Linked DNA regions of Macaca mulatta: region 2 is linked to region 1. The links are chromatin contacts, called in public Hi-C maps. All regions are on one chromosome and are shown on one strand. Each heading gives the region's core, a stretch centred on a gene start, on an enhancer-like site or on the middle of the called end of the contact. The rest is flanking DNA. Distances are from core to core; before and after follow the strand shown.

What was found. A called contact is a pair of places that touch in the nucleus more often than the background predicts.
Region 2: a contact with region 1 is called in a Hi-C map of liver, with 2.6 times the contacts expected there. The contact joins the promoter of ZBTB14 here to the enhancer-like site in region 1. A contact is called at or near these places in 4 of 14 Hi-C or Micro-C datasets (CD4 T cells, cortical neurons, fetal cortex germinal zone and 1 more).

What each region holds. Positions count from the first base shown.
Region 1 is chr18:76,357,960-76,363,206 of T2T-MMU8v2.0, reverse strand. No RefSeq gene overlaps it. Among named protein-coding and RNA genes, the nearest start is that of ZBTB14, 51 kb to the left of the region's middle. Within about 2 kb of position 3,121, at least 25 of the 40 cell types and tissues checked have an H3K27ac peak or open chromatin away from gene starts, as enhancers often do. A contact at or near this core is called in liver, where this site is marked.
Region 2 is chr18:76,409,610-76,414,856 of T2T-MMU8v2.0, reverse strand. It overlaps ZBTB14 (zinc finger and BTB domain containing 14), which reads left to right and starts at 2,870. Exons shown (of 3, transcript NM_001265870.1): 1 at 2,870-3,086.

The DNA.
Region 1 (5,247 bases), core at 1,872-4,371:
AATCACCTGAAGATATGTTTAAAGACAAAAATTGCAGCAGAGAAGCTGAGAGCAGCCAGGGAAGGGGTACAGTGGATTCTTCCAGCGCATGAGTTCACATGACTGCTTCCCCTTCTCAATAGGGGCCAGAGCCTGCCAGGACCTCAAAGAGGAGAGCTTCAGAGGCCCAGCTGACATACTAGACATAGAGGCCAAAGGGTCTACCTTGAGAAAGGTTTTTATATCTCAAATGTGACCCACTCTTGAATGACAGCTCTAAGAAATTGATTTCTCAGGCAACTGAGACAAACAGCATTTGTGATGCTACCACGCCTTCCTTAGGAAGCTGGCTTGAAGCAAAGCTGGTGGAATCTGATTTCAAGCGACTCCGGGTGTTCCTGTGATAGGACCTCCCTCATGTGTCCATTGGCCCCATTGTGGATATGCTGCAGTTTGGCCAGAAAGACCTGGATGTGGAGGTTAAAGTCACACAAATGGATAATCTGGAATTAAAAAGCATGGGGAGCTTTCCATGAAAAATGCCTGGAGATGGGGAAAATCATGAATGGGACTGTACCCCAGGTGATGGAGGTGGCTCAGAAACAGAGGAAGCTTGCCAAAGCTGAAATCCAGAAGGTTTTGAAAAAAAAAAAAAATCACGATCAACTTACTAGACATGAACTCCATGAAAAAAAAAATCTCATCTTTTCAAGGGATTTGAGAAGCAGGAAGGTAGTGAAGGCTACTGCAAAAATGAATAATGGCTAAAATTATTATGCTGAGCATTACATATTAAGAATTAAAAAGGAAGACCAGAGATACCAAGCATTAAAAGCCCACACATTAAAATATAAACAGGTATGGATCCATTCCCTTGAGAGCATTCAGCAGAAAATAAAAGACTAAAGGAAATGATAAACTGATCAAAATCTGTAATTACCTGTTTTCAGAAGTATAAAAACCTAAAATCACTGACCAGTGACCTTCTGTCCCTCCATGTAACTCCGTATCTATAAGCAAGCCTTGTGTACCTTCTCAAAAAAACAAACAAAAGACATCTCTATGAGATACTGACTTTCATGTTCTTACTTATAAAATGGTGAAGATCTTTCATTAGAAAATCCTTGTATTCTACCAAATGTATGCTCTTGTGAGGTTTATTGAAATTTTTTTTTTTTTTTTTTTTTTTTGGTGGTGGTATCCTGTAGGTTTTTTACTATGGGAAAAAAAAAAAAACGCTGCTTTGAAACTGTCAGCAAATAGGATCAAGACTTAATTTAAAAACAGGACTCAAGTGTTGTCCATATAAGGTCAAGTTAATGGGGAGTTCCTCAGGAACTTTTGTAATACTAACTGGCAATACCATAACTGCTACAACATGTCTTTATTTCGTCTTTGAAAAAGTGTTTTTCCCCATCGTCTTTAGGTAGATAAACTGTCCACGAAGGGAAGAGTGATCAGTTTATCTTAACATAAAGATTTCTAACTAGGAATTCAAGAAGATATTTCAGTGGGTCGATATCGATCATCAGAATGACAAACCCATGAACATTTTAGGAAAGGAGGTTTCAGATTTTTCTCTTTCGAGGGTTTCAAGAAACCCCTTGAGAGGAGGGCACATATCCTCTTCTTACCTTCTTTGTTCCCATGAGAGACTCAAAGAATTGTGAACCAAACTTTAGTAATATAATGTCTCTAATTACGAGAAAACTGCAGCCCAAAAATGTAAAGTGGCTTACCCAAAGCGAGGAAGTTAATACTATTCCTTTTAGTACAAGAGAATAATGCCAACTAGACATAGCTCAAAGACTGCACCATTCCCATTATTTTTTGCCATTAGCTATGTTTAATTTTAAATATACCAACTTTGGCAGCGAACATCAAAACTGCTCAAGCTGGGCTTTCTGTCTCCTTTCTAAATTGCATATATTAACATATATTAATACTTTAAAACTGTGGGGTGGAAAGTTTAAAATGCCGTAAGAATCATACATGCATTCTTTACACTCTAAAGCATTTTACATTAGAATCTGTATTCAGAATTCTTTCTCAGAACGTAAGTGTTCTTGAAGACATACATATTTCTCTTAATCTGTTTCTTCCAAGGACTACTGTATTGGGCATATGGTAAAGATACAGATTCAAGTTTTAAAAGTACTTTTTCCTGGTAGTGGCTAGGGCCTGGGTTCCTCAGACCAAAAGGCGCAAACTGACACTGCTGTGATTTCAGGAGAGATGTGAAATGTATAAAACGTAGTAGTTTTGGGGAAGGAAAATGTCACAATTTTTCATCAGTGTTCTCTGGAACACTAACCCAGAAGCTGTCTCTGGGCCTAAACTATCCAAATCAGTGTCCCAGCTGTGCCAAATGCAAGCCCTTCCAAGTTTGACCCTGATTCTCAAAGGTGGTCAAAAGCCGTCTCTAGAAACGGCGGTGGCAGGAGCGTGATTCTGGGAGGTCCATTCCATTTTTAACAGGTCCTGGGCAGTGGCCGGGTTGCTGGGCAGTGCAAAGGCATAGAGACTGGCGAGAACAGGCGGCGATCAAGCTTCCCAGCGAGGGTCAGAGTCCAGCAGCTTGGAACTGGTGAGCTGGACTTGTGGGAGTGAAGTGGCTCGCGCGGGCCCGGGCCGTGGCCTCTCCCCGGACCCTGGGGATCCAGCCCGACTCTTTCCTACCTATAACGGCCAGGGCCCGCTACAGCGCGTCCCCGAAGCCCTCGTACTGAGCCAGGAGGGGGCTCTCCCTCTCGATGTACGGGACTACCCACTGCTCCGCCAGCCGGTGAGGCAGCCAATTAACAAAGCCGCCTTCAGGATGTCTAGCCTCGAAGAAAGTCATGTAAGAGAACGCCTGCATCAAAAAGTTGGGAGGCAGGGCAGAGTCGCCGTTAAACGTCTCGGGAAAGCCCCCAGGTGGGCCGGCGAACGTCCCCGGCCCAGCAGGTAGGCTTTCTCGCACAGCAGCCGCCGGACCCGGTCCGCGAGCTCGTTGTTCTCCCTGCGCTGGGCACGGTTCTGGGTCAGCAGGTCCCGCATCATGACAGCCAACGCGTCCATCCCGCCCCGCACCGCACCGCACCGCACCGCACCGCACCGCAGGCCTCGCTCCCCGGCCGCGGTGTTGCCGGAAGTGCCTGTCAGCGCGGGGGCGGATCCCGGTGGCGGCGAGGGACCGACTCTGCGGACAAGGCCAGGCCTAGCTTCGAGCGCCGTCGGGCGGGTGTGCCGGGATTGGATTAGTGGCCAGGAGAGCGAGAGCCCAGCGGGCTGGAGTCGGCGAGCGGGAGTGAAAGGAAAAAAGCTAGGGAGCGAAGGCAAAGCCGGAAGAGAGAGGGCCGCGCTCGGCGTAGGAATCTGCCTTTGCGGTTGCGTGCGCTCACTTCCGGAGGGCTCCCTCCGCGGGGCGGGCCCGCAGGTGGTTAAAGGCAAAGCGTTCCCCTGCGCTGTGCGTGAAGTTGGCTTTCTCCCCGCTAGGCCCCGCTCTCTTCCCCAAAATACCTCCTAGTCGTATGTTTCCATAGCCCCAGTTCTTATCTGTTTTGCCCAAGGTCTCATAGCTACAAGAAGGCAATTTCTAACGAAGCCCTCCGTGCCTTCCAAATGGATTATTTTGGCCGCCTTCCACCCGGACAGGATGCCAACCGAATGGCTGGACCAGTGCACGGGAGCGGCTGTCATTTGCGGAGTGCCCCCTTGCGAGCTAGGCGCCTCACGGCGCAGATTTTCCAGTAATTTGTCTGAAATCGATGCTGGTTTGTTTTCCGAAGGCAAATCAGCAGCTTATACAGACACTGGGGCCAGCAAGCCGGTGGAACAATGGGAGACAGCTTGCTGAGTGTCAGGTCTTCCAAGATGAGCTTAAACTTCGGGTGGTGGGCAGGCTCGGTAGGTGGGAAAGTCCCGTGTCCAGATGAATGCAGTCCATGTTTATATTGATGAAAGGCACGCATACCATTTGGTCCAGCTCAGCCACTCTTACAGGTGCTGGCTGTGAGCATTGGTGTGTGTGTGCCTGCGTGCAACCAGCAATGTGAGTGATGACCAACTGCATGATACCTTAATTTGAGTGGACAAAGTCTGTCAAGAACCACTTTCAGGCTTCTGGGTCTCCAAGTCTTTGTCTGCCTGTATCCAAACAAGGCATTCAGAGGTTGACAGCATGGATCATTGCATGTCAGAAATACCCATGATGAAACTGGGTAAGAAGCTTAAGGAGGTGACATTGATGTGTACAGTTTAGGAAATAAAACCCAACATTTACTTCAAAGAATGTAATTTGTGGCTTTTTAGAGATAAGGATACTTTGACAGAAGTTTTCATTTGTCGTTTACGTGTATATGGTACGTTTCATTCTGACTTAATTAATTTGTTATTTTACTATGGAAACAACTTTATATTAATAATGTATTTCCAATGTTATAAATTGTGTTATAACAGTTTCAAAAGCCCAATAAACAAGATGCATTTTGGTATCAATTATTTAAAACGTGTATTTTGAAAAAGAACAAAGTCATACGCAAAAAAGTAGTTATCTTTGGATGGGGGATTGTGGAAAATTTTACCTTTACACATTTCTAGGTTTTTGAAGTGACTGTATTCATTTTATAATTATAGAAACAAGACATTAAATCCAGAAAACAAAACTTAAGCTTAACCAACTAGAAACTGTCAACCAGCTTCTCACTAGGGACTTTCCAATTTAACCAAATATTTTATTTGTTTTGTGTCTGCAAACACCTTAGAAAAGTTGTCCCTTTTTGCCTCCACAGTGGAGCACTGAACTGCTTGTGGTGTAGTGCTGACTGATTCATGAATCACTAGATGCTCAAATAAACTCTTTAAATTAAAAAAGACATTAAATGAAAGAAAAACTTAAGAAAATAGAAATGCTTTCAATTTTTTAACAAATGTTTAAATGGAAGAAAGGATACATGCAGAGGTTAAATAAGACTGCGCTTCAGATCCGAGGCTCAATCTGAAGAACATGTAGTATATGCTTGTTCCTTTATAGCTAGATGTTATTTTCTTTGCTGAGGAAAAAGGAACATGTCATTACATTCAACTCTTCTAAAAAAGGAAAGCCATCTACCGAGTCAGTATAATTTATGGAATTTATCTCGAGCTAAAGGTAGTATCAAAATGCCATTTAAAGTTTCAAAGCCAAAATGAACTCTTACTTTGTCCTTTATAATTTATATGAATTTTATGAACCCAAATACAAGACTAGGCAGTCGTGCTCAAAACACTCAGGATGTGCCTGCCGTT
Region 2 (5,247 bases), core at 1,621-4,120, 52 kb before region 1:
ATTGACTTGTCACTCATGGGTCTGTGGGTGAGCTGTCTTCTGCCTAGGCTTGGCTAGGCTCAGGTTTTGGGTTGGTTTCATTCTCAGGTCTGTTTGTCATTCAAAAGGTGAAGAGGAGGTTGTGGCCTACGCATGTTCATGTTATGCTGGACATCACAGCAGAGGAAGAGGTGGAGAACAAAGTCTGCTCTCAAAGCCTCTACTCAGACCCGGCCCACTCTCATCTGCTGGTATCCTGCTGTTCCCAAACCAGCCAGAGGGCCCAAGGTCAACATAAGGGAGAAATCAACCTCCCCTGCCTGTGAGACATAATGTTTCCAAATGGTCCCTTACCAGGCTGCTCTGTAACCACATCACACCCTGGCACCCGGGACTGCACACTGCGGGCACTATGGCCTGGGCCTCACAATTCTTAGAAACAGGTTCCACTCAGGAGGCCATCGGTGTCCCAGGTGAGGAACGACATGCTCCAAATGTCACCCAGCACAGTTGTCGGAAAAGGAGGAAAACTTTGTCAAGGACCTTGGGTCAGTGCATTTCAGGAAAGCCCTGCCCCCACGTTGACTCCACAGTGTACTTTTACAAAGCCCCTTAGTATCAAATTCAAGGTTGTCACTTACTGTCAGCTGATATTTATTGAAAGCCTCTTGGGTGCTGGGAGGTGCACTTTTGGGTGGCAACGCAGGCAAGAAACCATGCCTGAGTCAGACCGTTCCTTTGTGGTTTCCCATCCCTCCTCCTTCCTACATAGTTGTCCCTTTTAGACATCCCCATAACCCCTGTGAACTAGCAAGGGACAGTCAGGCAGAGCCCAGGGGACATGAACATAAAACAAATGAGAGAAGAGGATTCACTGATACAAAACCAGGATGTCAGGAACCGTCACTTGAGAAATACATTCTAGTGCTTTAGAACTCTTGTGAATTATGTTATCGGGTTAGTTGAAACGTGGGAAGTCTTTTCCTAGCCATATGCGAAAAGATTGTCTTTACACAGTAGGCAGACCAAAAATACACGCAGAATGAGTGGGAAACCCCATATGTGGTATGGGAGAAGGGGGAGTGCCAGCAACAGATGCGCCATGACTGAGTACTGGCCATGTCCACACACTGTGCTAACTGCAGTGGCTGCTTTACCGCTTGGTGACGCAACCCTATGGCAGAGTACTATTATTATCCCCCATAAACACACAACATACACAGGATTGAAATGCAACTTCATGAGCTATGCAAACAAGAATAAAGCAAGCGAGTACACAGTATCATGTCTGATGAGTGTGAACCTTGGCGGCAGAAGACTTCGTTCTCGTCCTCTCCAGGCCACTGGAACCCACTATCTGTGGGTGCAGGTCATTTTCCATCATGGAGCTAATACCTGAGCTAAGCACTCAGCTGGGCATTATTTCACTTAATCCTTACAACTGCCTTATTAGGTGCTTTCCATAGCTCTGCTTCAGCTGAGGTTTAGAGAAGGTAAACCATTTACCCAATATTTGAACTGGATATGTCTGACTCTACAACCGGTCTCTTCCATCCTATTTCGTCCATATAAGCCATAACTTGGGTGCCTTTGTGAACATCAGAAAAGATGTGTATAAACTCACCTTGGGGAACGTTAAACCTAAGTCGATTAATATTACAAAATCAACTGAGGCCATGTAGAACTTCCTTTAGAAAATTAATACAGCCAATCATCATATTATTTCCCAAATGTTTACTTAGGTGCCTGTTGCAAGCATTATCTTATGTCATCTTCACATAAGCCTAGGAGGAAGCTTCTGCTCTAATTTTTAGATATTAAATTTCGCGTTTCAGGGAAACGCTGTTCGCGTGTGAGGTAAAGCAACAGGAGCGACGCTAAGGCGGCGCGGCATTGCTGTCCGGCCTCCTGTATCTCGGTGAGTAGAAAACGCGGGAGCGGGAGGGACTTCCCAGCTCCCGACGCCAGGCACAGGCACAGCCGCCGCGTCAGAGGGAAGGCGACGTGGTTCAACAGCAACAGAGCCATTACTAGCGCTGCGCAGGGATGTAAGGGCAGAGCCGAGTTACCAGAGCTCTCTGAATGGAGTCCAGGGTCTCGACTGCCACAGACGGGTCGCCTCTTCCAGCCCCCGGGACTTTTCCTTGGGAGTGTCTGGGCGCGGACCTACTAGCTCCAGAGCCCTATGGGTGATCCCTTTCTGCTGGGCAACTGGGGTTGCGCTTTACACTACAAATTGAAGACGTCACTTTTTCCATTTGTTCTGCAAATGTTTATCGTGCACCGTCCACTCCCTTACAAACTCAATGTGCCGGCGGCAAGAGGCAAGACCGCAGGCCCGCGGGCGCGCCTCCCGGTGTCGGCCGGTGTGAGCGGTGGGCGAAGGTGGCCGGGGCGCCGGCTCCGAGCCGCAGCAGAGACCCGCAGCCTCAGCGCCCAGCCTGCGCGCACCCTGGGGCAGCTCTGGCCCACGCACATGCACACGCACGGGAGCGCCGGCTCCCGCGTCCCCGGCGCCGGGCGCGGGCGGGAGCCCAAGAGTCAGTGCTGGAGGGAGCTCGAGGAGGGGCGGGTGCCCGCGAGCGGCGCTCGTGCTTAAGTTCCCCGGCTCCTTAAGCCCCGCCCTTGCCCCGCCCATTCCTTCTCCCGCGCGCGGGCTCCGCGCGCCCTAAACCGCGCGCGTGCGCGCGCGTGCGCAGGCCAGGGCCCTCCGGGGGCGGCCCCGTAGTCTACAACGAAAGCGTCGGCAAGGGCCCGGATTAACCCTTTCTCTGCTCGCCCACTTAGAGACCCGGTCGGGTTCCGTGCCTGCGCAAGCCGGCGGCGCGCCTTCCCCCCAGCCCGCACCGCGCATGCACGGGAAGGGGGGGGGCGGTGGGGGTGTTCACGGCCGGCTAGACATTCTGTGCTCGTGCAGGAGGAGGGCTGCTACCATCAGGGACGTGCACGATTTCCCCCACCCCGCCCCCTCCCCAAACTCCAAAAAAAATCCAAAACACACTGCCACCCACCGTGCCCCCGCGCCCCGAGCCCATCCCGTCCCGGCCTGTGTTTGCTAGCGAGCGCGGGGAACCCACGGCAGTGTCTGTGGCTGTGCCAGGCTGCAGGTAAGCGCGGGCCAGGGTGCGGAAGGGGCTGGGGCCGTCCGCGAGGCGGGCGCGGGGGCGGCCGGCGGCTGGCGGGGCGGCCCGGAAGACGCGCGTTCTCGCCGAGCTCTGGGGCACCAGCCAGCTCCAGGATGTGCGGCGGCCGCCAGCGGCGCGGCGCGGTGCGAGCGGGGACGGGCGTGGGCCGGGGCTGGGCGTGGGGCCGGGGCGCCCTGGGGGCCGCGCGGGCCGGCGAGCGGGCTCGGGGAGCGGCTAGGCGGCGGCGGCCCCGCGCGCGCGCTCGCAGAGCCTCGGCGGCCGAGTTCATGGCCGCCCCCGCTCGCACCGCCGCAGTGCACCGCGGTGGGGGTGGGGACGGCCCGAACCTGGCGCGGAGCGCGGCCCGCCGGGCGCCGCCCCTCGGAGCCGCGGGCCCCACCGCGCCGCCCCCAGCCGCCGGCAGAGGAGGGGGCCGGGACCCCAGCGCACGCACTCCCGGGTGCGCCCGCGGAGCCTAGGTTAGCCGGCCGCGCGCCGCCCCCGCCCCCGGCCGCGGGAGGGCGGGGGAGGGCCCGGCGCGAGCTGGCCGGGGAGTGCGCGGGGCGCGAGCTCCGGGCTCGCGGGCGGAGCGGGGCGCGGCGCGGCGCGGCGCGAGGCTGCGGAGCCGGCCGCACGCCCGCTCCCGCTCGTCGCGCCGCCGGGGCCGCCGCGGGCCGCAGTCCCTCCTTGCGCGCTCCGAGCCGCGGTCCCCAGTCTGCGCTGGATGTCTGATTATGAAAGGGAAAGTGGCCCTTTCACCACCTGGCTCCCAGGCTGGGAGCTTTTGTCTGGGAAGGAGTGCGCACGGCCTCATCCACTCCCCACCTCCCAGCCTCAAAGAAATTGAGAGCGAGGACTCGATACGCCTTGAGGGCTCCTTGGGTCTGCTCTTAGCTCCCTGCTTCCTCCCCACTCCGAAGTTGCAAGCTTGCAACAAGGAAGTCGTGCAGCCGCCATTGTCGGGCTGTCCGGGGCAGGGGAGGCGGCTGCAGCTGCTTATGTAAGTTTTTGGCTTTGCGGGAAGCCCGGCTCCCTGCACTGTAACGCGGCTCAGCGCGCCCGCAGTTTGGAGAGCAATTAGGAAGGGGCAGCCTTATTGTGAAGGTGGTATTGGGGCTACGTCTTTTCCTACATGTGCCTACACAGATGCTGGCAACAGCTGTCTTCCAGTTTTGACTCACCTGAACTTAGCGATTGGAACCTCTCAATGGCAAGGGGGGCGGGGCGGGGAGGAGGCCGTGATGGACACACATGGTCTCCTTTCCAGGTGTCATACATCTTGAGAGAGAGCGGGGAGAGGGATGGGTGGCCAAGTACACACTAGCCAAAAACAAAAAAAAACACACATTGATATGTTGTCATAGCTACTCTAAGGCCACTCCTCTCCCTGGTCCCATGCACTTTTATCCCCCAAGCCCTAGGATGAGTTAGTGACTACAGTAGTAAGTGTTACAATAGTAAGGTTTTTGCATGGGGTGCCTAGTCTCTGGATGACTACAGGCCTGGGTGCTTCTAGGGAATAGTGAGGCAGAAGCACGTAGAATGATCAACTCAAAATCATCTTTTGGAAATGTTGCCTAACCTCAAACTTCAGATGAGACATCCCGCTTCTACGCTGGGCAGCTCGGTGCGTTCACTTTTCTTTAGAAGGAGCTTATGGGTTTCAAGGTGTTGGTCTCCGGGTTGGAGCCTTGTTCCACGGATTTTGTGTTAAGACTGTTACAGCCCAGTCCTTTGCTCCTACCACACCAAACACTTATCTGTGTGGTCACTGTTCAGTAGAGGAAACTTTTTGTTTTTCAGGATATGGGTCTGCAGGATGGAGTTCTTCCGGTAAGAGTTAAAACTCACAAAAAAGCTAAAATTCTTTCACCCTTGTAGGGATAGAGGTAAAAACACCTGGATTTCTCAAATACAGTCTTAAAGACAAATGTGTGTACTGTTCATACATCACACAGGTGCAGAAAGAAAAAAGCAGTCATTGTTCCCTCTCCTCCCATGTTACCTGTTGGGTTTATGTACTTCTGTAGCTTTATTTATAAAGGTATATACTTCTACAGGTTTATATGAGCCTAGAGAAAAATGTAGAGGGCTAACATACCCAGCGGGAAATGGGATGAGTGTCGGGGGCACGGTGCACTTG